Regions from separate parts of the Mus musculus genome. Here regions 1, 2, 3, 4, 6 and 7 are each linked to region 5. The links are chromatin contacts, called in public Hi-C, HiChIP or PLAC-seq, Micro-C and promoter capture Hi-C maps. All regions are on one chromosome and are shown on one strand. Each heading gives the region's core, a stretch centred on a gene start, on an enhancer-like site or on the middle of the called end of the contact. The rest is flanking DNA. Distances are from core to core; before and after follow the strand shown.

The links. Promoter capture Hi-C pulls out the DNA fragments that hold promoters and counts their contacts. HiChIP or PLAC-seq counts read pairs in DNA pulled down with a chosen protein or histone mark. Hi-C and Micro-C count contacts between places; a contact is called where the count stands out from the background.
Region 1: a contact with region 5 is called in a CTCF HiChIP or PLAC-seq map of pro-B cells, with 5 times the contacts expected there. The contact joins the enhancer-like site here to the promoter of Sorcs2 in region 5. A contact is called at or near these places in 9 of 39 promoter capture datasets (3T3-L1-derived adipocytes, the C10 cell line, cranial neural crest and 5 more), 2 of 15 datasets of contacts at CTCF or cohesin (large pre-B cells and pro-B cells), 2 of 484 Hi-C or Micro-C datasets (CD4 T cells and the HL-1 cell line), 16 of 115 datasets of contacts at active chromatin or transcription factors (craniofacial prominence, double positive thymocytes, embryonic fibroblasts and 11 more) and 2 of 9 other capture datasets (adipose tissue and embryonic stem cells).
Region 2: a Micro-C map of muscle stem cells shows a contact between it and region 5, with 7 times the contacts expected there. The contact joins the enhancer-like site here to the promoter of Sorcs2 in region 5. A contact is called at or near these places in 18 of 39 promoter capture datasets (the 3T3-L1 cell line, 3T3-L1-derived adipocytes, the C10 cell line and 9 more), 2 of 15 datasets of contacts at CTCF or cohesin (the NIH/3T3 cell line and large pre-B cells), 4 of 484 Hi-C or Micro-C datasets (the 3T3-L1 cell line, 3T3-L1-derived adipocytes, embryonic fibroblasts and 1 more) and 9 of 115 datasets of contacts at active chromatin or transcription factors (VIP interneurons, embryonic basal ganglia, embryonic forebrain and 6 more).
Region 3: a promoter capture Hi-C map of hippocampal neurons shows a contact between it and region 5, with 28 times the contacts expected there. The contact joins the enhancer-like site here to the promoter of Sorcs2 in region 5. A contact is called at or near these places in 24 of 39 promoter capture datasets (the 3T3-L1 cell line, 3T3-L1-derived adipocytes, the C10 cell line and 16 more), 10 of 15 datasets of contacts at CTCF or cohesin (the NIH/3T3 cell line, embryonic stem cells, hippocampal excitatory neurons and 4 more), 221 of 484 Hi-C or Micro-C datasets (the 63-12 cell line, the AML12 cell line, B cells and 111 more), 33 of 115 datasets of contacts at active chromatin or transcription factors (PVALB interneurons, SST interneurons, Th17 cells and 21 more) and 5 of 9 other capture datasets (adipose tissue, embryonic stem cells, embryonic tail and 2 more).
Region 4: a contact with region 5 is called in a promoter capture Hi-C map of pre-B cells, with 5 times the contacts expected there. The contact joins the promoter of Bloc1s4 here to the promoter of Sorcs2 in region 5. A contact is called at or near these places in 5 of 39 promoter capture datasets (the C10 cell line, embryonic stem cells, hippocampal neurons and 2 more), 1 of 15 datasets of contacts at CTCF or cohesin (embryonic stem cells), 6 of 484 Hi-C or Micro-C datasets (cortical neurons, embryonic fibroblasts, embryonic stem cells and 1 more) and 5 of 115 datasets of contacts at active chromatin or transcription factors (the 230-238 cell line, embryonic stem cells, large pre-B cells and 2 more).
Region 6: a contact with region 5 is called in a Hi-C map of embryonic fibroblasts, with 30 times the contacts expected there. The contact joins the enhancer-like site here to the promoter of Sorcs2 in region 5. A contact is called at or near these places in 24 of 39 promoter capture datasets (the 3T3-L1 cell line, 3T3-L1-derived adipocytes, the C10 cell line and 14 more), 11 of 15 datasets of contacts at CTCF or cohesin (the NIH/3T3 cell line, embryonic stem cells, hippocampal excitatory neurons and 4 more), 216 of 484 Hi-C or Micro-C datasets (the 63-12 cell line, the AML12 cell line, B cells and 109 more), 33 of 115 datasets of contacts at active chromatin or transcription factors (PVALB interneurons, SST interneurons, Th17 cells and 21 more) and 5 of 9 other capture datasets (adipose tissue, embryonic stem cells, embryonic tail and 2 more).
Region 7: a promoter capture Hi-C map of hippocampal neurons shows a contact between it and region 5, with 10 times the contacts expected there. The contact joins the enhancer-like site here to the promoter of Sorcs2 in region 5. A contact is called at or near these places in 17 of 39 promoter capture datasets (the 3T3-L1 cell line, the C10 cell line, the SN4741 cell line and 8 more), 6 of 15 datasets of contacts at CTCF or cohesin (the NIH/3T3 cell line, embryonic stem cells, large pre-B cells and 2 more), 94 of 484 Hi-C or Micro-C datasets (the 3T3-L1 cell line, the AML12 cell line, B cells and 48 more), 24 of 115 datasets of contacts at active chromatin or transcription factors (Th17 cells, VIP interneurons, astrocytes and 15 more) and 3 of 9 other capture datasets (adipose tissue, liver and pancreatic islet).

Annotation. Positions count from the first base shown.
Region 1 is chr5:36,098,574-36,101,839 of GRCm38.p6, forward strand. All of the region lies in intron 3 of Sorcs2 (sortilin-related VPS10 domain containing receptor 2), which reads right to left. Among named protein-coding and RNA genes, the nearest start is that of Gm52811, 15 kb to the left of the region's middle. Within about 2 kb of position 1,253, at least 15 of the 459 cell types and tissues checked have an H3K27ac peak or open chromatin away from gene starts, as enhancers often do. A contact at or near this core is called in pro-B cells, where this site is marked.
Region 2 is chr5:36,068,124-36,071,241 of GRCm38.p6, forward strand. It overlaps Sorcs2 (sortilin-related VPS10 domain containing receptor 2), which reads right to left. Exons shown (of 27, transcript NM_030889.2): 6 at 1-29. Among named protein-coding and RNA genes, the nearest start is that of Gm52811, 15 kb to the right of the region's middle. Within about 2 kb of position 1,663, at least 62 of the 459 cell types and tissues checked have an H3K27ac peak or open chromatin away from gene starts, as enhancers often do. A contact at or near this core is called in VIP interneurons, embryonic fibroblasts and muscle stem cells, where this site is marked.
Region 3 is chr5:36,022,271-36,025,602 of GRCm38.p6, forward strand. Sorcs2 (sortilin-related VPS10 domain containing receptor 2) reads right to left here. Exons shown (of 27, transcript NM_030889.2): 24 at 2,297-2,396; 25 at 1,722-1,824. Among named protein-coding and RNA genes, the nearest start is that of Gm52811, 61 kb to the right of the region's middle. Within about 2 kb of position 2,056, at least 9 of the 459 cell types and tissues checked have an H3K27ac peak or open chromatin away from gene starts, as enhancers often do. A contact at or near this core is called in the CH12 cell line, Th17 cells, VIP interneurons and 2 more, where this site is marked.
Region 4 is chr5:36,747,277-36,750,520 of GRCm38.p6, forward strand. Bloc1s4 (biogenesis of lysosomal organelles complex-1, subunit 4, cappuccino) reads right to left here and starts at 1,403. Exons shown (of 1, transcript NM_133724.3): 1 at 98-1,403. The coding sequence starts at 1,369. The coding sequence ends at 722.
Region 5 is chr5:36,396,536-36,399,571 of GRCm38.p6, forward strand. It overlaps Sorcs2 (sortilin-related VPS10 domain containing receptor 2), which reads right to left and starts at 1,604. Exons shown (of 27, transcript NM_030889.2): 1 at 1,031-1,604. The coding sequence starts at 1,510.
Region 6 is chr5:36,039,492-36,042,838 of GRCm38.p6, forward strand. It overlaps Sorcs2 (sortilin-related VPS10 domain containing receptor 2), which reads right to left. Exons shown (of 27, transcript NM_030889.2): 14 at 2,601-2,708. Among named protein-coding and RNA genes, the nearest start is that of Gm52811, 44 kb to the right of the region's middle. Within about 2 kb of position 1,645, at least 59 of the 459 cell types and tissues checked have an H3K27ac peak or open chromatin away from gene starts, as enhancers often do. A contact at or near this core is called in the C2C12 cell line, CD8 T cells, the HL-1 cell line and 17 more, where this site is marked.
Region 7 is chr5:36,128,462-36,131,724 of GRCm38.p6, forward strand. All of the region lies in intron 3 of Sorcs2 (sortilin-related VPS10 domain containing receptor 2), which reads right to left. Among named protein-coding and RNA genes, the nearest start is that of Gm52810, 16 kb to the right of the region's middle. Within about 2 kb of position 1,775, at least 37 of the 459 cell types and tissues checked have an H3K27ac peak or open chromatin away from gene starts, as enhancers often do. A contact at or near this core is called in VIP interneurons, cerebellum, cortical glia and 8 more, where this site is marked.

The sequences.
Region 1 (3,266 bases), core at 3-2,502, 300 kb before region 5:
CTGGTATCATGGCTGCCATCCCCTTGCTTGGCAGTACCTCAGAATCTATCATTCCTGCTTTCTGGGTTCTAAACCCTCTGAGAGGCTGACAGAAGAAACAATCTTCTACCTGTGACAAGGAGCAGTGGACAGCTCTGCTGCTTTGCTATAGTTTTGAGACATCTGTGTACACCCCACCCATGTACATCCACTCGTGTAGATCCCACCCCCAGTGAAAATATATGGGCCAGAGTGAGGAGAGGAGACAGTCTCCTGAGGTGAAGACCATAGCTTTTGAAGAATACAGTCCTGTACCCTCCTCCTTGATGCTTTCATTTAATTGGCCGTATGATGCAATGCACCTTGGGAGGGTATACACAGGGATGGGTGGCATGGTGGGTGTGCATCTAAAAGTCATGTCCCCACAATTTCCCAGGCTAGTTCCCAGTTGCCTTCCCTAAAAGCATCTTGAAAGTCAGTCTCTTGATGCCGGTTGGAGTTTCAAAAATTGCCTCTGACTCCCTGAGCTCTACTTAGCACGTCTATAAATTAGCCTGGGCCGGAGGAGCCGGTCCAGAGCAGGTGTTAGTGAGCTAATCACCACCTCACAGTTACAAAGCAGCAGCCTGCAGGCCACTGTGGTCAAGGACTCACCAGTGCCCAGACAAGAGTCAGGGAAGGGAGGGAAGGACAGTGCCCACTGCGGCAGCACAATGCCAGACTCAAAGACCAGGGCTTGCTTGTGGCACTGGCTCAGAGGGCTGGAGGGGTTTTGTGTCAGACTGAGGGTGGGATGCCGAACTAAGACACATAGACACAGCAGCTCCAAGGAGAAGCCACTGAGCCTGTTCTAAACTCAGCCTCCTCATCTCCCATCGCACATCACCGGGCTGCTTCTGTCCTCTCTCCTAGGAGCCCTCGATCACCCGTGCTGCCACTCTGCCCAACACTGCCAACCTGTTACTTATATGCTAGGCTGCGGGCCAAGGACACAGAGCAGGACATGGTCCCTGTCATTCAGGAAGCTCACCCTGGAAAGTTACAAACACCAGGGATGGCCAGAAGGGAAGAGGTTCCAGAGTTTGGGGCATGGGAAGAGTTGGCGAGAGAATGTCTGAATTGGAAGCACCCAGAGTGCTACCTGGAGGAGGTGACAGCAGAGAGGAAATGCTACCAAGACCTTTCCCAGAGCAGGGAGAGTGTAGCAGGCTGAGGCGCCGGCAGTGTAAAGGGCAGATCTCTGATGGTTCTAGACTTTGCTCCCCACCCCCTTCCTGCTTGTTATTCTCAAGAACACAGACCGTGCTGAGCTAAGGGGAACCAGCTGAATCAGACTGCTCTATTCCAGCTGGCCTGAGGCCAAGTTCATCTCATAGTCCACAGTGGGGAACCCAGGCTTTCTAGGGTACTTGCTGAGACAGGGGCCAGGAGGGACTCTTATCTGTCCTGGGTAGCTTTCTATACGTGGGACCTAGCTGTGATGGAGCCCAGCTTTGGTTGCTTCAGGCTGCCTTTCTAACTGATGATCATCATCATTACCACCACCACCACTACCACCACTGCCATCATCATCATCATCGTCATCACCTGCCTGGAGAGGACTGTGGATGCGGCACATTTGGTAGAATGGTTGTCCAGCTTACACCAAGCCCTGGGTTAGATCCCCAGTGCTGCATAAACCAGATGTGGGGAAGATTGTGCACTCCAATCCCAGTATTGGGGAAGCAGAGACAAGGTGGGTCAGAAAGAGGCTCACAGATATCCTCTGCTACAGAGAAGACTCAAAGCTAGTTTGGGCTACATGAGATCCTGTCTCAAAACAAAGAAACAGAAACTGCTAACAGGACGTGGGTATCAGTGCATTCAAGCCTCATGCGTCCAGGGCCATTTGGGCTGTGAGGCTGGGACGTGGACCCGATTCCCAGGCTTGAAGGCCACATGAGCCAAATACGGTAATTTACAGAAATGCCAATGTGGGGTCCACGGTGGGGTGCTGCCTTTTATTTCCAACAAAGAAAATTAAGATTCCATATCTCTAGCCACAGAATCATAAGAGGAGGGTTGTGCAAATATTCCCAGAGCAGGGAGGCTCAGCAAGAGGGTGGAGCTTCTGGAAAAGGCACCAATATCAAGAGGTCTCACTTGGCACAGGGTGGAGGGGGTGGGAGGACTAAGGAGGATGTGAAAGGGGCAGAGGCAGTGGGCTCTGGGCTGGACGAGGTGTGTGTGTGTGTGTGTGTGTGTGTGTGTGTGTGTGTGTGTGTGTGTGTGTAACAGATCTGGGCCTGAAGCAGGGCTGGCTTCTAGTGCCTGAAGGCACAAGGAGCCTCTACCTCTGTGCCTGCTTCCTGTCCTGTCTCTGCACAGTCACTTCTAAAAGTGGGTGGGGAAGTCCTACTTCAAAGTCCTGCCAAACCAGAGGCTGAGGTTCCCCCCCATGCCTCATCTGTCCCCAGGTTTCGACCATAGCTTCCTGAGGGGGCAGATCTATAATACCTCACAAAGTGAGTGGTATCAGGGAGAGCTAAGGACTCATCTCCCCACCCCCCACCCCCACTAAAAAGGAAGCACACAGCACGAGTCTCCCCAGGACTGACATCACATCTCCATGCCTCAGTTTCCTCACTGGAAGTGCATGTGAGAGCCTTTCCCTAGGGTTAAGGGAGGGAACACTATGGCTTCCTGTTTCTGACAGTCTCAGTGGCTGCTCAGGGCCCATTCACTGGGCTCCCTCCTCTGTGCCTGGAATTCCCAAGAGTGTTGTCTCTTACTGCACACTAGCTCTTGACCCCTCAGATGGGGTCACTCAATGACTATGATTTGAGAAAACAAGAAGCTGAGATCCACTTACACCCTCGCTGCTCATTCCAGCGACGGAAAACAGCTCCCACAAGGACTCCATGGCGAGTCGCGTGCGTCAGGCGAGCTTCCTCGTGGAGTGAGAGGGAGAGGAGGCAGTAGGGTGGGGGCAGATGGGTGATATCAGGGAGGGTAAAGCAGGAGGGCTGGGGTGGGGGGGTGGGATTAAGAACACTGGGGCAAGAGAGCTGGTATAGAAGGCCTTGGCGGGCAGATTAGGGCAGGAGGCTGGGGCAGGTGGGTGCTCTGCCTGCCCCACACTGGCTCCCAGGATTCCACAGGGAATTAAGCAAGTGACTGTCCTCAGACCTCTGTCAACCTTTCTCTTGGTTGTCCCAGGTCCCTCTCCCATGTCACCCCTGGAGCTACTCACTAAGTAAGCAGTGGCTTATCCTCAAATTCTGACTTAGTTCTACTTCTGCAGGAAC
Region 2 (3,118 bases), core at 413-2,912, 330 kb before region 5:
TTGGGTCGTCATCCACCCCAGACACAGCCCTGGAAAGGAAGAGGTTGAAAATGGTATCAGTGAACGGGTGGCTAAAACCTCTCCCTGGGCTTCCACTGACCACAGTCTCTCTGGCTCTGGGGCTAATCTTGTTTTGTGAGTCTAGAAGATACAGTCCTCCCCACTAGACCTTCAGGGTCCAAATGGGAGCCTCGATGAAGCTGGATAAATCTGCCTCAAGCTTGGGGGAGCTCGTACTCACTTGTTTATAACATTGTTTATATGATTCACTTCTTCCTAGGGGTCTCACGCCCCAGCTGAGACACAGGCTGGGACTGCTGGCCCAAGTCCCCACAGAGAGACAATCAGAGGTGCTTAGAGATACTCCTATGGTCACACATCCCTGACAGGCTCACTGGAGGTCCAACTAGGGTCTGGATCTGAGTGGCTGCCCTCTCCTTCATCTGGCAGATGACTGGTCAAGTTGCCCACCACAGGATGCAGGGGGGAAAATCCCTTCCAAGTTTATACCAAGCCTGTGTGTTGGCAGAGGCTCTGTGAGAGCAGTTTTCTTCCGTATCATCCTTATAAACCTATACCAGACGCTCCTAAGCCACGGCTAAACCTTACATCTCATAGGCCAAGGGTTATGTGACTTGCCCAAGGACACAGGTGCTGTACAAGATGGTCTGAAGCTCTCACCAGGTCTGTTTGACCCAGAATTCATACTCCTTTCAGAGTTCCCCTCCTGGTGAGGTCTGTGTCCCAGGACCCTATTGAGAAGCCTGTGCTATGCCTCCAGAAGGCAGCCACAGGATATCCTGAGAAGTACTTCAGTATCTCCAGGAGCCAATGGGACCTACTCTGCCAGCACCATATCAAGCTCTGGTGATAGAGATCAGTAAGACATGGGCTGAGAGCTAAGGAGTCAGGAAACTCAGGCTGGGACCTTTTGCAGCTGGTACACCCCATCTTCCAGACTCCCAGATGTGCTCATTTATATAGGAGAGACAGGAAAAGAGCTAAAGAGTGAGGGGAGGGGGTGGGGAAGGGGAGGGAATGGGAAAGGGAAAGGAAAAGAGAAAGAGGAAGAAGAGAAGGAGGGAGGGAGAGAAAGAGAGAGAGAAAGAGAGAGAGAGAGAGAGAGAGAGAGAGAGAGAGAGAGAGAGAGAGAGAGAATACACATGGGCAGGAAGCTTCCTTTTTGGTATAGAGGCCGCAGGAACCCAGGTAATAGCTACACACACTGGTAGGTCCTGGGAGCAGGCATTCCAGGTGCTCTGGAGGCCTTTTAAAGATTCATCCACCTGCTCATTCATTCATTCATTCATCTGCACCTCATTCATTCATTCATTCATTCACACATTCATTTGCTCACTAACAACAAGGCATCAGCCAGGGTCTGCCTTTGTTTTACTCTGAGGCTGCTGACCGCCAAGGGGAGGTGACAATCCAGACAAGCTCCTTGCTGCACACCCCTCAGGATCTCCTTAATGAGCCAGTGTGTTGTGTAGCTTCAACACTGCTAATGAGCCAGGCCTGAGATAGAGCAGAGGTCCTGGTGCTTTGTGCTACAGATCCAAGGACAAAGCTGTCAAAACAGCATTATCTATTGCTCACAACAGGGGCCGTCCCTTGTCTGTCACCACATTCCAGAGAGGATCCAACCAGCTGTGCTGCCAAGCATCCTGTGACTCTCCCACATAACAGGCACAGCCCCAAGCCACCAGAGAAGCTTGTGGGCAGAGCCAGTCTGATTTGTCCAAGATAATAGCAGCTTGAATGTTAATTCGTTCTTCCCCATATCCCAGGGCTGGCTTCTCTCTAGCTAGAGAGAGAGTATCCATGAGCTGGTCTGGGACCCCCTTAGCCTGGCTTGGGACAGGTGACAATGCTACAGTCTCCCTGAGGGCTTCATGTCTGTGGAGCTGGAGAAGTCAGACTTCCTGACCTCAGTCCCCACTTTCTGACCTTAGCCTCAACTTCTAAGGAGTGACTTGAGGGACAGTTTCTGCTTCCCACAGAGGACATCAGGGTTGGGCCTGTGACTGACAGCAGCCATCTGGTTTCAGGATGTGTACTCCAGTGGGTTGCTACAGAGGGAAAATCATCACTTCCTCCCAGGAGCAGAGGGCACAGACGTATAAGGAGCCAGTGTTCAAAGCCAACATGGGAACTGGATCCTTGCAAGCACAGCATGAGTTATAAGGAGGTGGGATGGGAAGCGGGTGTTTGTACCGTGCATCTCACTGGAGACAGGGCAGTGGCTTGGCTGGAAGGCTAGTACAAAGTTTTATGTTCATTTATGCTGAGACAGAAAGGACATGAAAGTACATGTATGTGTGTACATGTGTGTGTACATGTATGTGCATGTGTATTCATGTGTATGTGTGTGCATATGGGTGTATGTGTGTGTATGTGTGCATGTATGTACTTGTGTGCATGTATGTGCATGTGTGTGTATGTGTGTGCATGCAGCAGAAAGCCTGTGAAGGTAGAGCATGTCTGGAAAGGGACTCATGCTCACAGCCAGGTACAATGTGGGCCCTGAGCCAGCTGCCCTGGTTTCCTGTCTCCCTTTTACTGCCTGGGACCTTAGGCAGATGCCTGTCCTCAATGGTCTTATTCAAACAGTTGGCCTGTGCTCCCTGGACCTCAGAGCTGCCTGACTGGGATGGTGGGGCTGGAATGATGCTCAAGTCCCTGAGGGGCTCCCAGAAGGTCATACAAATGGGGAGCCAGCACCCCCTGGCCTTTGTCTGGAACCTGAGGCCCATTCCACCTTCATTTACCCTCTTGCCTGTTTCATTCCTCAGAGGCTGCTGGGTCTTCAGTTCCTAGCAGGACTGAACATTGTCATATTGTGGGCAGGAAAGTAGGCCTAAGCAGGCAGGGCCTGGGCATTCCTGGAACAAGGGAGGCTGCATACAGGTCACCTCTCAGGAGAAGGTGGGAGCTGAGTTGGCAGGGAGTTGGAAGGAGGGCAACCATGAGCATTGAGCTACCCTGAGCTGTACTGTGGCAGGGTCCCTGTGTTTCCAGTAGACAGATAGATACAGAGGACAAGGTGGGGCCTGAACGACACAAAGCCACACAGCCTGGCTATGAGGAAATTAGGCCTGAGGGATGCTGAGCCCTG
Region 3 (3,332 bases), core at 806-3,305, 370 kb before region 5:
ACAGTGTCAGGGAGACTTGAGATCATTGAGTGGCTTAGCATCTCAGTGCTATGGAGAGTGTCAGTTAGCGCACAGTCAGCCCTCAGCTTCCATGGTCTAGGCAGAACTTAAAGCCCAGACGGAAGAAAGGACAGATGAAGAGAGAGGAGGAACCAAGTGCTTTCCCTCTACCAACTGCTCAGAATTCCACTGTCCTGCTCTGCCTTTACCCCTGGGGTTGGCCTGGAGCTTGTAGGAAGGGGTATTTGTCCCCTGACTGTTTCTATGGCAACAGGCCCTTCCCCTCCAACCTCAAAGCCTTAGCTGGTTCACAAAGATAGCCTTGGGCTTGGGGATGTTGGACCAGCCTCACACTGGACATATCTGCCCCCCTCCCCCTCTTGGCAAATGACAGGCAGTGTTTTGTCATTTGGGCCACATGAAGCACACTGGGGGAAGGTTGTAGCACTACTACTGGGGAATCTGAAGAGTGGGGCTGACACATCACCCACAGGGACCAGCTCCATCTACCCCAGGCAAGCATGCTGCTGCCCTCTAAGTGACCACCCACAGTTCTGCAGGCCCTGCACAGGATGGGACCAAGTCCACAGGCGCACCCGCACTCACCTTGACATCCGCCCACACGGAAATCTGGAAGCCTCCCTCTGCTTGGTCATGGGGATCACACCCAGACCCAGGGCTTTGTCCTCCACTTGCCCCTCTACCCAGGGCTCATATGCCACCATCCTGAAGCCATGCAAGGCAGGAATACTGCCCAGCTGGCTTCCCCTGACCCCCACCGCAGTCTCCTCCTTTGCATGCCCTCTTGTTGACAATGACACTATGGCTCAGAGGGGGAAAGCCTTTATCTGAGGCAAGCCTCTGGCAGGTCAGCATCTGGACAGATCTCAGGTCTACTCAGTGCCAGCCACCTGAAGGGCTGCCTGCCCCTTAGCTAGGTCCTGGCCCTGCAGGATGAAGGATGCTGGGTACGTGGGGGCAGAGGTGTCTGAGGTCTTGTCACATTGCTCTACAGCAGAGTGTTCCAAGAGTGTTGTCTGCTGGAGGGTGAAAAATAATAGGCACAGGGCCTTGAATCAGGTGGGTTTCACAGGGAGGTGTGGGATGTGGGCTGACTTCCTCTCAGCAGCACCACCATGCTTATCAGCAACAGCCTTGCACTTGTGTCTGTAGAATGGACCTGTACCTTCCCATGGCTATTACTCCAGGCTGCCTCCCTGGAGACCACACAGAGGACTGTCAGTTCTCAGCCCCACTCTGCACACAGACATGGCAGATGAGGGACATAGCTGGCCTCCATTATCCCTGGAGCTATCCCATGTTCACTGTGAGACAGGTCACAGAGGAAAGAGGACACTGAAGCCCTGTATAGGAGACACAGGGTCTCCCAGCACCCCTTAGAGTCAGTCTCTGGTACCCTCAGGTAACTGAAGCCCCTGTGGCAGCCATAGCCAAGATGTGGGAAGCCAGGAGGCCCTACTGGCCTTGGACTTGAACTGTGCCTCCTTGGACCTGGCATCCTTATCTGGAGGGCACAGTATCCCCTCCACGGAGGGTGATTGAAGAAGATGCCCTGGGCCTGTGCAGGGGACCAGGCTGAGCAGAAGGGAGCCTGAGAGTTTCCTGCTCACAGTACAGGGGAGAACACACACCACCTTCCTCCATGGCCTGTGGAAGCCACCACCTCTGGGGCCATATGTCAAGGCTGCCAGGGGCCTTACCTTTTGAACTTGTAGAGGATGAATGCTCCTACTGCAAAGAGCCCAATGACAAAGAGGACCACCACGGCCCAGTAGCCACCACTGCCACCTGGCCTCTGAGGACCTACAGGAGAGGAACAAGAGGAGCAGCCATGGGCTGGTTGTCCCCAGCCTGGGTCTGATGAGCCTACCTCATGTTGTCCAGCAGGCCTTGCCATGTGGCTGAGTGTATAGCAGGTTATGAAGGATAACAACACGACACGAGGCCTTGGGCCTCCCTTTCTGACAGAGCCCTACTATAACCCACTTTGGCTGGGTTTCCTTCAGAGGGGACAGCCCCTTCCTTCTGCACTGGTTTTGAATGAATCAGCAGGTTCCTGATGGTTGTGGAAGCTGCTTCCACACAGATCAAGCCAGATGGTGAGGCCCAGAGCTGGCTGTGCAGGGGTGGGTGCATCTAGCCAGAGATGTCCCAGCCAGAAGGGTCACTGGCAGCTAGATAAAAGCCCATTCAAATCCTACAGTCACTTTTAGCATCCGCAGGCCTGGGCCCATGCCCACCCTGCTCCAGGGAGGAGCTAAGCCGGGTCTGTCACCTGTGTCTGTGTCCCTCAGCTCCACCAGGATACGAAGCCCTCCTCGAAGGATGAAGCTGATTCTATGAGAGTTCAGCGCCTGCTGCACGGCTGCCAGTCTCTGAAAGCAAAGGAGGCAGGAAAGCTCTGAGGCCTGGACCACTGGAGTCCCTCGGGGCTGGGAAGGGATGCTGGCTGATGCTCAGTGTCCTTATCAGGGAATGGCATGAAAGCCCACCAGCCAGGTTCACTAGGAGCCACTGATGGTGCCGGAAGCCCTGCCATCAGCAAGCTCTCATTCCAGCGCAGAACAGAGAGAAGAGTCTCAGTGTGTCAGCTGGAAGACCTGGAGTGCTCCACAAGTCCCCCACCCTGGTCAGTGAAGCTTCTAGGAAGTGGGAGCTCACAAAGATGAGACAGGGCAGGGCATCCTACCTATGAGGGGAGTTGGGGGTGGGGGTGGCAAGCACAATGCCCTCCTCAAAAGATTCCCCATAACATGGCCAGTAGGTGAGGCTCATGACACACATCAGAGCCCGTCACCATCTGTATCTTACCACCTATCAGTCACTGTCCAGGGCCCATTATGAGGCCCTCTGACACTCATTTCCATGTGGCTATGTCTCTGGGATTCCGACTTTAGCTACATCCACTGGGGCAGAGCCAGAAGCTATGCCAGGCACAGAATTCCAGCATTTGGAGGAGAGAAGGCTTTGCCTCCATCTGGACACTTGTTATGGGCTCACACTGAACATATTCCTACACACTAACACCAGGCAGTCAGCCTAGTGCCTAGCAAGCTACCATTGTCCCACAGGCTACTCAGCACTCAGCATCTGGGGACCTCTCTGACGACAGTTCCCAAGGTGCTCCTGGTCAAGGAGCCTCATGGAGGACGTGCTAGAATTCCTGTGCTGAATTCTGTTTTGCTTGTAGCCTGCAGCCAGAGTCTCCCACAGGGCTCACCCACATGTCCCAGTGCTCCTGGTACTGAAGCTGAGGTCACATGACAGCTCCAGACAATGATGCAAGAGAACAGAGACCATCCACACAATCC
Region 4 (3,244 bases), core at 153-2,652, 350 kb after region 5:
CAAAGAAGGAAGTTGCCTTTTCTTACCCCACTACTAAAAACATGAACGACAGGCTCATTTCCAAACAAACTATGGTAAATAATCTCCAGAAGGAAATCTCTGCCAAAGAAATTTAACATTTTAATTGATGTGCTATAAATAGAACACTGACAACCATACATTAATATTCTTGCTTTGATAAACTAAGCTTCCAGTCAAACTGTCAAATACAACTTCAGGACTCCCTGCAACAAAACGCCCAGTTTGCTATCTTAAGAAACTGTCTTCTTTCCTTTGGCTTACAGTCTACACCATAGAAAATTGAATATAATACAAAACAATTTACTATCTATCCCAGAAGGCTACAGAAAACTGAACCACTGTTAGGATTTAATAATACAGCTTTAATTTCTTGGGCACTTTTGATCATATAAATATATAAATCTTAACAAGGAAACACTGTTCACTGTAATAAAGGCCATAAAAATAACAGCTCTGCCGTATTGCACCGATAAATTAATTCAGTTGGCTTCCCCAGGTCCCCACCAAAGAGCTTTCGAATCCGAACTGGAAGACATAGAGACCTACACTCTTGGCATCGAATACTGACGATGTCAAGTCGTTTGCAGAAAATAAACTTTAACCTTTCACATCCCGGCATCACATACGCCAGTTCACAGGATTTCTTAACACTTGGGACAAGAGTCTCGCTGGAGTCCTCATGCGGTGGAGGCGCACACGCTCAGAGCTGCGGTCTGTCACCGCAGCCAGGGAAGTGGTCCTCGGTCCGAAACAGGACTGGCGGCTCGTACGCCGCGCGCTGGGGCCCGCTGGGCGCCGACCTGAAGAGAGCGGGGACGCTGATGGTATGCAGCAGCCTCCGGAAGGCCCGCGGGAAGGTCCCCAGCTCGGCTTCGGCCTTGGCGACCTGCTCCTCCATCCTGGCCACGCTGCTCCCGATCATCCGCACGAAGGCCTCCAGCTTGTCGATCCGGCCGTAGATGCGCCTCATCTCGGCCGCCTTAGCGTGGATCCGGGGCACGCCCTCGCCCACCACATGCGACGAGTCCCCGCGGATCATGTCCAGCATGCCCACGAACTCGTCCACCTTGGCCAGCAGCTCCTCCAGGCTGGCGTCCAGCGCCTCCACCTCTGGCCTCGGTCCCGCGCTGGGCAGCAGGCTGGAGGCGTAGCCCGAGGCGGCGCGGCGCAGCAGCGGCAGGTCGCGGCCCGGCGCGTCCTCGGGGCCGTCATCGTCCCACGGCCCGGACGCGCTGCTGTGGCTCTGCGAGACGTGGCCGCTGTCCCCGCTCCACGCGGCGCCCAACGGCTCGGCCTCCTCGGTAGAGACCTCTCGAGACAGGGTTCCGACGGCGGGTCCTTCCTCCATGGCCCGCTCGGCCGCTTCCGGTGCTGAGCGATTGCGTTACGGTCTGAGATGCCTGCTTCCGGCGCCTCCTAAAGACGTCACGCCCCTAACAAGTAGCCAAGCCTACTATCCACATGCCCAGAGAGCCCGCAGTGCTTCTGGCTGGCTTGTCGGTGCGTTCGTAGTGTGTGCCAGCAGAGTTTGCACAAGTTAGTAATCCAAAGAGGGTGACAGACGATTAGAGGATAGATAGAAAGATGGGTAGATGGCAGATAGATAATAGATGACAAATAGATTAGACCAGTGGCACAGGCCTTTGGTAGCAACACTCAGGAGTCAGAGGCAGACAAATCTCTTAAATTCAAGGCCAGCCTGGCCAGTTTCACGCCACCAAGGGTCCTGTAGTGAGGCTCTGTCTCAGACAGACAGACAGATCAATAGATAATGGAATGATAGGTAGATTGGTGGTAAATTGACAAATGATAGTGTCAGAGAAATACATTGAAGCAGAGCTGAGGCTGTCCATACCGTCACAGCAGGTTACCTCTGTTGCTCCACCTGCCCTGTAGCCAGCCAAGGCTAAATCTCCGTAGATGGAAGGATATTCCAAAGCCCTGTCTAGGAACTGGGGGACTCCAGGTGTTTGAGCTCAAGAATAATACAAAGAACTTCTCATTTTTATTATTAAAGGAAGCAAAATATGAGGTGACATTTATGATTAGTTTTAGCAAATACAAGTACAGAAAATATACCTGGTGTTATCATCTTTGGTCTTGTGAAAAGAGCCAAGAATATCCCTCCTATTTGTCTTTCCCACAGAGATAACGGGGACATGCCAGGGCATTTCCTGCACGTCCTTGCGTATCCTCTTATCACAGTTTATGTAATTCTTTCTAGAAGGCCACCTTGTGGGAAGAACATCCCACACAATGGCCTATCCGTAGTTCACAGTAAGTTCACAGCTCTCTTAGACTTGTTCCCACATCTATCCACTGTGTAGTACCCACCAGCACCCATGTGAGGCTCCAGCCTGCCTCTTTTCCCTTACCAGCGATAGCAAAATAAACTGTAAGCAAAAGCAAGAACAGTGGAACACAAAAGTCAACCTAACGAGTGGTCATCTCAGCCTCCTCACAAAAGAAGTACTCTCACCCAAGCATGGATTCCATCACAATGCTACCAGAAAAACAAACAAACAAACACAAAAACAAGGTAGGAATAAATTCTTAATATTCATAGAAACATCCAAGGTGGCGTCTCTGAGACCCATGCAGTCTGGCAGGTCCTTGGGAAACTTAGGGCCTTATTCTTCAACATTGTCAAGTGAAGACAGGCATAAAGTAGAGATGCCCTTGTCTTGATGGGATTTGTAGTGGGTATTTTGTCCAAATGGCCTGGACCCCATTGTCAGGAGACGTAAACCAGATCCCCAATAGGGAACAGTTAGGAAAAGTGTTGGCTGTTTACTATTGACATACTCATACACAGGCAGGTACCCACACGCATCCTGCAAAAGACTGGGTGGTTGGAGTTTTGTTAGGTGTTAAACACATCCTCTCTCTGGGTAGAGCTCACATGACCTCTTTTCCCACTGGGAATTAGGAATTAGAGAAGAAAAACAACTTTGAGCAACAAAATAGAGAAAGCTACAAGCTGCTTCAGTTCTCCATCATGTCAGTCCATCTGGGTCAGCTGACTGGAGTCTATCGCTGTGAACCTGAAACACATCGCGGGGAGAACTTGCCACGGAGACAAAGAATATCAGCCTTTCATAGCCCAGGATTAAAAAATAATAATAAAGAAAAAAATACTAACTGCTCTTAAAAATGCTACTTCCATTCCAGGGTTGGAGAGATGGCACTGGCTCCTGAGTTCAATTCCCAGAAACCACTTGGT
Region 5 (3,036 bases), core at 354-2,853:
CTTCCCAGTGCATGCAGGGACTCTGGCCCTATGCAGTCTCCTAAAAAACTTGGAAGACAAGGAAAAGAGGTGGAGTCACCTCCTGAGGGGTGGGGTGGGGGAGGAGTGGAGAGTCTGTGTGGACTGTGGTACAGGCAGTGAGGAGGGATTCCTGGCTCTCTCTCTTCATGAAAACACACTTCCCTGGAGAGCAAAGGCTTGCAAACCTGGAGTGCACACACCTGAGATTCCCCAGAGGGGACAGAGTGACTCTGACCTTTAACAAGGAAAAACAAACCCCTTGAGGTGCACTACCAAAAAAAGGAACGGGGAGTGGCTGGATCCTAAATCTGGAAGAGCAGGAGCGGGATGGACGCTGGAGCTCTCCGGGCAGAGGGAGAGGCATGGGAGAAAGGGAGGGAGGGAGTTGGCGCACTGCTCTAAAGACCACAGAACGTTAAATACTATTAAACACCCCATGGTCCACTCGGACCAAAGACAGCTGTGGGGCACACTAGGAGGAGCAATCCTAGAATTAAGAACCTTCGAACAGGACATGGAACTGTCAGGGATATCATGGACCCTGAGGTCAGCATAAATGAAGTAGTAAGGACGCCAGAGGTGGCAATTCCAGAGGTGTTCTCTGGAGCTGCTGAGTGCAGTGCAGTGTGTGGGCGACCCACCCACTGTCCACGCGGCGCAGAGCTGGGTAGCCCTCAAGGACCTGGAGTTGTCCCATGCTGCCCAGATCCTGACGACTCTAGGGACCTTCCCTGTAGCCCAGATCTAGAGGCTAGGGGTGTTTCTGGTCTCCAGATCTTCGGAAAAACCTTCTGAGCGAGACAGAATCTCACAAATTCGAGGACCCTTCCAAAAGTAACCCATAACCAGAAGCCAGTAGGGGCGCCGCCGAGGTGACCCGCGTCCCCCAAGTAGCCAAGAATGCCCAGCAGAGTGACCGCGGGTGGTCCGGAAGTAGGGGGCTGTGGTGGTCTCCCTGGGTATCCCGAGGTGTCCGGGCAGGGCCGGGGTGAGTGCGGAGGTCACTTACGCTGCTGTTCTCTCCTGTCCAGTGTACCATCGCCTGGTTGTGCGTCGCGTCTCCCTTGAGCACGAACGACGTGCTGATGAGCGAGACCTGTGCGCGCGAAGCCGAAGCCGCACCGGCCACCGGCACCGCCCGAGCCCTGCGCCCCTTGCCCGGAGCTGGGGCGCCATCGGTGCTGGGACCCGAAGCAGAACCCGGACCGAGACCCGGGACGCTGGGTTCTGATTCTCGTGCCTGTGGATCTTTGCGATCGCCGGACTCCGTGCGTCCCGCGGGCAGCAGCCTAGTGATCTGCACACCGGGACCCTGGCGCCCGGGCTGGGGGGAGCGCCCCATCGCTCCGCAGGCAGCCACCAGCACCAGCAGCAGCAGCAGCAGCGGCCACGAACGTGGCCAGCACGGCGGCAGCAGAGCCTGAAAGCTCCGGTCCGGCGCAGTAGGGCCAGGACGCTTCGGGGCGCTCGGGGGTCCCCGGTGCGCCATGGTCGCTGGTAGGTAACGGCGGGGCGGTGCGGACGACACCGCGGCCGGGAGAGCGGGAGGGCGCTGGGAGCTTGAGCAAGAGCGCAGAGAAAGGAGCCGGGAGGGAGGGAGCGCGGGAGGAGGGGACTCAACGCCGCCACGCAGCCAAGGGAGCACCGCCACCTGCCGGCCGCGCGCAAGCCACCGCAGCTCTGGGCTGGGCCAGGCCGGGCCAGGATGTCCTGAGTGCAGTCACACCTCCAAGACCCCTTCCTTCTTTCCTTCCTTCCTTCCTTCCTTCCTTCCTTCCTTCCTTCCTTCCTTCCTTCCTTCCTTCCTTCCTTCCTTCCTTCCTTCCCAGTGACTCCTAACTTTATCCTCGCTCCTCTTCTCCCACCCACTTTTCATCCTCCCTGACTTTCTCGAGGCGTCTACACTTGACCAGCCGGAGTTCCAGGCACTTGGGGCACAACAGGGTGCAACAAAGGGAAACAGGCCACACCCAAGTAGCCCGCTTAGAGGCCAAACAACTCCAGAGTAGCCGTTCTGCGGAGGTGGGGAGGGCGCCTCCTCCGGGCGCTGCTGGAGAGAGTCAAGGGGACGCCTGCGAATCATGAAAACCTGAAAGATGTTCCAGGCAGCTGAGGATAGTGCAGGAACCTTGGGGTGTCGCCCAAAACCAATTTAGTCCCTCAGACTCTGGCTTTATCTCCCACCTCCAGGGGGAGCCCCTGAACATATTACACCTGAGTAGCGGTAGCAAGGAGAGAAGAACAGAGAGGCAAGGTCCCAGCCAGAAGGTGTAGGCCAGCACAGAACATGAGGAAACTAGCCCCAGAGCTCACCAAGTCTTTAATTCAATGTCAATAAAAGCAGCCATTATTACCAGCCCCTCTGCCATCCAGAACACAAAGCAGGTGCCTGCCCAAATAAGGCCAAGAGTGCAGTTGAGCTTTGTCCCCTCGGCATCCTCTCAGGAGCAGGGTCTAGGAGACAGGGAGACTTGGAGACCAACACTGAAAGGCCCCGCTGCCTGCTGGGTCTCTTCACTCCAGGGAACAGAGTAGAGCAAAGAACAAAGTATCCAGCAACAACAGCTGAACTTGCTCCCAAGGTTGAACTCCAGTGCCCCCTCCAGGAATTTCTGTTCAGCACAAGTCATTTTGCCAGGGCTCCGCTGTGCCAAGCACTGAGCAGGACTAGAGCGCCTGCCCCTGCCCCGTGTCCAAGAAGGCCTCCTCCTGTGGAATGTGCCCAGGCTGCACCCTGATGTAAACTTCCAACCCAAAAAATTCAGGAGCTGAAGTCCAAAGCCAGGCAAGGGCGCACAGCTGTGGCGACATTTGGTCTAGCAAAGAAAGGGCAGCGAAGCCTGTCAGTGTGGGGCTGAAGGGGGTGGGGAAGGAGAGGAACCGAGAAGATAATGTGACCAACTCCCATGTGCCTTTTCCAGATCTGGGGAGTGGGGGTGGGGTGAAGGGGCTTCCAAGTCATAAGTGTATACTGTTACAGCTGTGGTCTCCTCCAGTTTGGGGTAAGCTTGGCTT
Region 6 (3,347 bases), core at 395-2,894, 360 kb before region 5:
TCCCTGTACCACCACCTGTAATAGCTCTCCTGGTCAGTAGGATTCGAGGATGTGACATGTCATCCACTGGCCTTGGCCTGATGTTATCGTCCTCAGAGTGATTGCTGTTTGTGGCATGCTGATTGTACTAGAGCAGGTTATCCATCCAACCCATGCAATCCCCTTTCTGCCAGGGTAGGCTCCCTGCCTTCTTGGCTGCCACAGACCTTTCCATAGCCTACACACCAGACACTTGCTTTGGGTGAGCAGGAGCCAAGTCTCGTATTATCTGATGTCTCCTTGCCTTTCTGCCAGCCTGCCTCTGCCTACCATGGGATTGGTTCCAGGCAGGGCTGGCACTCCAGAGAGATAAGTCACTGTAAGGCTTGGACAGTGAATGAAAGGGTCCCATGACAGACAGCGCAATGCATCCCACTGAGCAGAGAAAGGGACAGAGGGCGGCCAGCCGCACAGGAAGCACCATGATGCATGGAGGCTAGGCGTGCTCAGCTTGGTCTGAGACCAGCGTTGCACACTGGCTTTGGCTCCTCCCATCCAACTGTCCTGCAGACCATGGGTGGCCTTGTCTCGGAAAACCTGCTGTTCAGATGGGTGTTCCTCTTGTCAGAGCTCATTGTCACCTTGACAGGCAGCTAGAGAGAGGGGTTCCCACATTTCTGTCCATCTCCTTAGGGCTCACCGTATCCTGTGAGGAATGTATGCTGATCGCCCCAGATTTCAGAGGGGAACAAGACTAAGGAAGGGCCCCACCCAGGGTGATACATGGGTTGGCAGCTCACAATTGTGAGGCTTGGCCTTCACCATGGCCAATTAGCCTGAGTGTGATAGCCGAGCATCTCCTGTATGGGAATGTCCCATACTCTACATTCTGAGCTCAAGCAGAGAAGCAAGTTGGTCCAGCTAATCCCATCTCTGTATGCCAGTTCCTGTCTGTAAAGAAACCTTAGTTCCTACTGTGGGCATCTCTTATCTAGTTGAACGGTTCTAGCAGGATAGGCCAAAGGGCCACTGACTACTTGGCAGAGAGCAGGAAATGTGGGCCATGCTGTAGAATGTATTACTGGCTCCGCCCTAGGGATGGCCTGTAGCCCTGCTAGGCTGAAAGCCCTCATAGTACAGCCCAAGGCTGGGACCCTCTGTCCTGTGCTGTGCTGTGGGCAGTGCTGGGAACAATGTCCTGACAAGGTAACTGGGCAGCTTAGATGTGACCTCTGGGTGGATGAAGATAAAGGTTCCATAAGGGTGGGGCTCTGTCCTAAGCTCAGACAGAAAAGTTTTTCATTCTGCCAGCCTGTGTCACGTGAATGATCTCCATGCCCACTGAAATTGGAAGCTGTTTGAAGATGCAGCCTTGTGAAAGGCTTCGTAGGAACCTTGTGGCGCTGTTTAAAAACTTAAAACATGAACGCGCCTGCCTGTGAACTTTGCAGCTTTCTCCAGATGAATGCCGGCTGCAGGGATGAAAGCTGCATTTGGGACCAGACCCGGATCTGAGGACCTTGGCTGCACAAAGCACGAATGTCCCAAAGCAGCCACAAAATGCAGACTACAAGATGAAGTGAGGTGGAGGAGGGGAGGGGATGTGCTCAGGGCAGAGATGGCCCTGTGGTGGGGCCGGGCTGGGGAAAGCGGAGGCTGGGAACCCTGCCAGCTTGCTGGAGCTCTGAGAGCCCTGTGAGGGCTGTCGCCTTTGTTGCTAGCCCTTGCTTTGCAGGTTTAGTCCAGCAAACTGTTCAGCCTCCTTGTAAAGAGGCCAAGGAACCAGGTTGAGTCTGCCCCAGCCCAGACTTCCTCACCTGCTTTTCTTGACAAATACCAAGCACCATAGCCCTGACCTCCCCTGCTGTCCCACACCACAGCCTTCACACAGACAGTTCACACAGACTGGGGAAGCATGAGCCCCCACCCCTATCCCCTGCAGGGTCATTGAAGGCCACAGCATCATGGAGCACCTGACCAAGAACAACCTGCTTGCCTCCCAAGCTGCTAAATAGAGGGTGACTGGGACTATCTCAGCCTTCCATGCCTGGTGCTCAGCTCTTCTGGGATACACATACTACTTGTGTCCTGTAGTAGGACTTGCCCTGGCTTTCTGCTAGCCACCCAGAAAGGAGGATGAGAGGTCATCACCACAGTGGGCTTTCTCACTGCAGCCTGACTGTGGAAGGAACTACATCTGCTTCTGGGGGGGGGGTCATGGACATTCTGTATGGATTCCAGGGGGCTGTGGTCACTCCATGGAGGTACTGGGATGCTCTGTGGGGTTCTGTAGGGGTCACGGATGCTCCATGGGGCTCTCTGGACACTTCATGGGACTCTATGAATGCTCCCTGGGGCCCTGAGTGGGGAGAGGCATGCAGGCTACATCACCTCCCCAGCTTTTTTCCTGGCTGTCACTGGCCAGTGCAGGCAGCAGATGTGCCTGCTAGCCAGGGTGAGAGGAGGAGCCACTGGCCTAGTAGCAGGAAGCAGAGGCCCAGTATGAGGTCACCTCCTGGGAGTGGCTCTGACCCCACCCCCCCACCCAGTGCTGTGGGCAGTGCTGTGGTCTTCCTCACATCAGATGTGCCTGTTTCACCCACGTCCCCTTCCACACTCACGTCATGACCAGCGTCTCATCCCCTGGCTCGCTCAGCAACCCATCCACGAACACTGAGGTGCTGGTGAAGTTGTGTGTGCTCCACGTGTGGCCCTCATCCACGCTGAACCTGTTAAAGGCCACCAGTGTCCACAGAGCGGCATGGTCTTACTCCTTTCTAAGATGTTCTACCTCCCATGCCTGACTCCTATCCACCAGAGACCAGTTCTGGGACAGCTCAACACCTAGGCCACAGCTAGACCACATCCCCCCTCTCTCCGGTAAGACCACCTGCCAGCCACATGGCATCCTTGACTAATCAGCAATGAGAAGGACTGGTACCACATAGGCACTGTGCCCCATGAATAGCAGGGACAGCCGAGCCTTAGAAACATCCAGGAATAGCATGCAAGGCTTGATCACAGCTCAGGGTTCCTCTGTCAGTGACATGTTAATATTACAGAGATATTACCTCCCAGGACACACAGCTATCTTTTCTTTTCTTTTCTTTTCTTTTCTTTTCTTTTCTTTTCTTTTCTTTTCTTTTCTTTTCTCTTCTCTTCTCTTCTCTTCTCTTCTCTTCTCTTCTCTTCTCTTTCTTTCTCTCTCTCTCTCTCTCTCTCTCTCTCTCTCTCTTTCTTTCTTTCTTTCTTTCTTTCTTTCTTTCTTTCTTTCCTTCCCTTCCTTCCTTCCTTTCTTTCTTTCTTTCTTTCTTTCTTTCTTTCTTTCTTTCCTTCCTTCCTTCCTTCCTTTCTTTCTTCCTCTCTCT
Region 7 (3,263 bases), core at 525-3,024, 270 kb before region 5:
CTGGGCAACACATGTACATTTCAGTTAGTGGTATGCACATAAGAGTAGATATTTGTGTGTCTCTGTGCATAGAGCAACTCCACATATGTGTGCACAGACATGTGTGGTGTGAATGTGGCCTGGAGCATGCAGCCCAGGGAATCCTGCAGAGCTGAGCCTTGCAACACTGACTCTCAAGTGAGGCTCCCAGGCTCCCTGGGGAGCTCTGAGGGTGTAGGCTGAGAGTCCCTCCCATATCATTCAGTGTCCCTGAGGCTTTCCCCTTATGGTAGCCGTCTGCAGCTGCTGTCATTGACTCCAGAATCCACTGCCTAGAATGTCACCTCTCCCCACCCCCGCCCCCAGCAACCACCACTCCCATGAATTCCTGAGGATAATACATGCCTGGATGCCAAACTTAAGCACACATGTTTCAGTGGTGTACACTGGGGCACAGGGACTGTGTGCTCGTGACTTGGGTGACACTGGCAAGAAGTACAGACCCTGTGTTGCTCCCTTATTTTGCGGCTACCCCAGCCCAACCAGAAGCACTAGAGGACAGGAGTGTGGGGCTGGCCCCAGATTACAATTTCTTCACAGAGGCGGCTTCACACTATTCTCCTCCCTAAGCTCAGTACATCACATACCAGAAGCCTCCCAGAATGGCAAACAGGCCAGCGAGGCCAGGTCTTGGGGAGTGGATGGGTGGTGAAGTACAGTGAAGGTCCCCTCCCTGATACCTGGTGGCAGAGGGTGGGCTCGGGGGACATTGAGGAGGATTGGCTCTGCAGCAGGGACTCTGATGAGCTCAGCATCTATGCGACAGCGATAGTGGAGGAGACAGAGCTCCTTGGAAAGGAGCTGGAATCTGAGGAGCAATGCCGAGCCGGCAGAAGGGGGACGTTGGAGCAAGATGCAGGGTGAGTGGCTGGGGCCAAGAAGGCACTGAATACAGGTAAGAGGACTCAGGGGGTCAGCTTCTAGACTGATCCCAGCCATTGCTACATTCTCTAGAGCAGTGGTTCTCAACCTGTTGGTTGTGACCTTTCTGGGGGACTCTTTCACAGGGGAGACATATCAGATATTTATATTACAGTCATAACAGTGGTAAAATTACAATGTTGAAGTAGCAACAAAAATAACCATGAAGTTATTATGGTTGGGCATCCCACAACATGAGGAACTGTATTAAAGGGCTGCAGCATTAGGAAGGTTGAGAACCACTGATCTAAGGGTTTCTTTACTCTGGGAAGGCTGAAGGCTGCAGCTCCCAATGCCAAGCTGGTGGTAGTAGCCCCTTCTTGAGCAGCAGATCCTCGGGGTGAGGGGGTGGAAGCATCTGTCATGACATGGATGTGATGAGGTGGCCCCTTCTTGGTGATTCTTGGACACAGTTTCTCTTTCTCCCAAATGCTGTCAGAGATCGAGAAAGCCTGTTGGAGCCAGCTGGCACCCTGGCTCACATCATGTCATCACAACAGGAAAGATGGAGTGAGGACTACATCTTCCCTGTATCCCAGCCCACTCCCTGCTGGGATAGCAGTCATCACACACACACACACACACACACACACACACACACACAGACTGGGTATTTTGACCTGTAACTTTCCTGCAGAAGTTGCAAGGAGACTTTGTTCTTGAATACTCTTTAGAAACCTGAACCGCATCCTAGGACCCTTTGGCTCATCAGCCACAGCTGTTGATGCCAGGGCATCACAGATGCGGGCCTCAACAAGAAACATGAGGTCCATGGGGGATCTGCCAGATGCACCGTCTGTGAGGCAAGCTCTGAGCTACAGTGGCTTCCTGCTTCTGAGACCTACCCCTTCATAGCCCTCTAGCTCATTCTACACAGTCCAGTAATGCTCAAGGCACCTGGAAGGGTTTTGTTTGTTTATTTACTTATTCATTCCTTTGTTTTGTTGTTGCTTTTTGCTTTGGGTGGCTCAGGGGTGTTGAGATGCTAAGAGCATTGTGAGAGCAAGTTGCCCTGACTCTGACGCAGTGTGACACTAAGCATGTCATCTCACATGTGGATCTCGGGTTCTAGCTCTATTTTTTAGTAACAGGGACTGAAGCACTTCAGAGGAATGGCCAATTCTGGACTTGGCAGGCAGTTGACACAGTGAGCCCAGAGCAACGGTGTGGTGCCAGCAAATGCAGAAGTGTGCTCAAAGCCAGAATAAGGCTCATAACGACAGGCATCTGTTCACAGGGACCAAGAGCCAGCTGACAGAGCTCCCCACAGCAAGCGCTAGGGTGATTTAAACAATAAAATAAATAAAGCATTATTGGATTACAGCTGAGGAGGAGATAAATATTCATGAGCCCACCCTCATGTAAACAGCTGATTGAAAGAGTAAATAATGAGGGAGGAGAGATGGGCCTGTCTTTACATCGGCTCTACAGACCCTTCCCCCGCTGCGGGAGCATTACCTACACAGGAACTGTGCAGCTGGACTTCCTAACAGGAAGTGTGGTACCCAAAGGAGTCACATTTATCATGGAGAAACATGGCAGGCACCTGCTCAGGCCAGGGACCAAGGTCAGCATCATCAGAGGAATACCCTGAAGACAATGGCATTTAAGTCATAACAAGTCCTCAGTGAGGGACACTGCAAGACACCCTGGTCCCACACTCGAGGTTATCAAGGGTCAGTCATCAAGAAAGAAAGTCAAAAATCTGGCATGCCCTAGTAAAGCTTTAGAAGACAGAGAGTGGCCACAATGCAGTGCCCACAAATGAAGATAGGCACTCTGGCCAAAGCCAGGGCATCTAACTGAGGCTTCAGTTAATCACAGGAGTCAGGACCAAGTACTTTGAGACACTGGGATAGACACATGACCACTTTCTACACTGCTGTCACTGTTATTCTATAAATATAAAATGGATGTTAAGAGTTAGACCTCTGAAAGAGGCACATGGCAGTCGGGGAAGGAGGCTCAGTGGGGAAAAGCAGTTGCATGAAGACCTAGGTTTGAATCCCTGGTGTCCATATAAAATGTTGGGAGTGGCCACATGCCTGCCATCCCAGCAATAGTTTGGGGTCAGAGAGATAAATGCAATGGGGGCCTGCTGGCCACTACCGTAGGGGGAATGGTAAACGCCAGGTTCAGAGAGAGACCTTCTCTCAAGGAAATTATGGAGGAGGACACCCACCATTCTTCTGGTCCCTACATACCTGAGAGCACACAAGGCCATGCCACAAGCTGACCAGTGAGCTGAGGACCAAAGAGCCTCCTGAGAGTTAGGCTGTGAGTGTCCCTCTCTACTTCCAAGA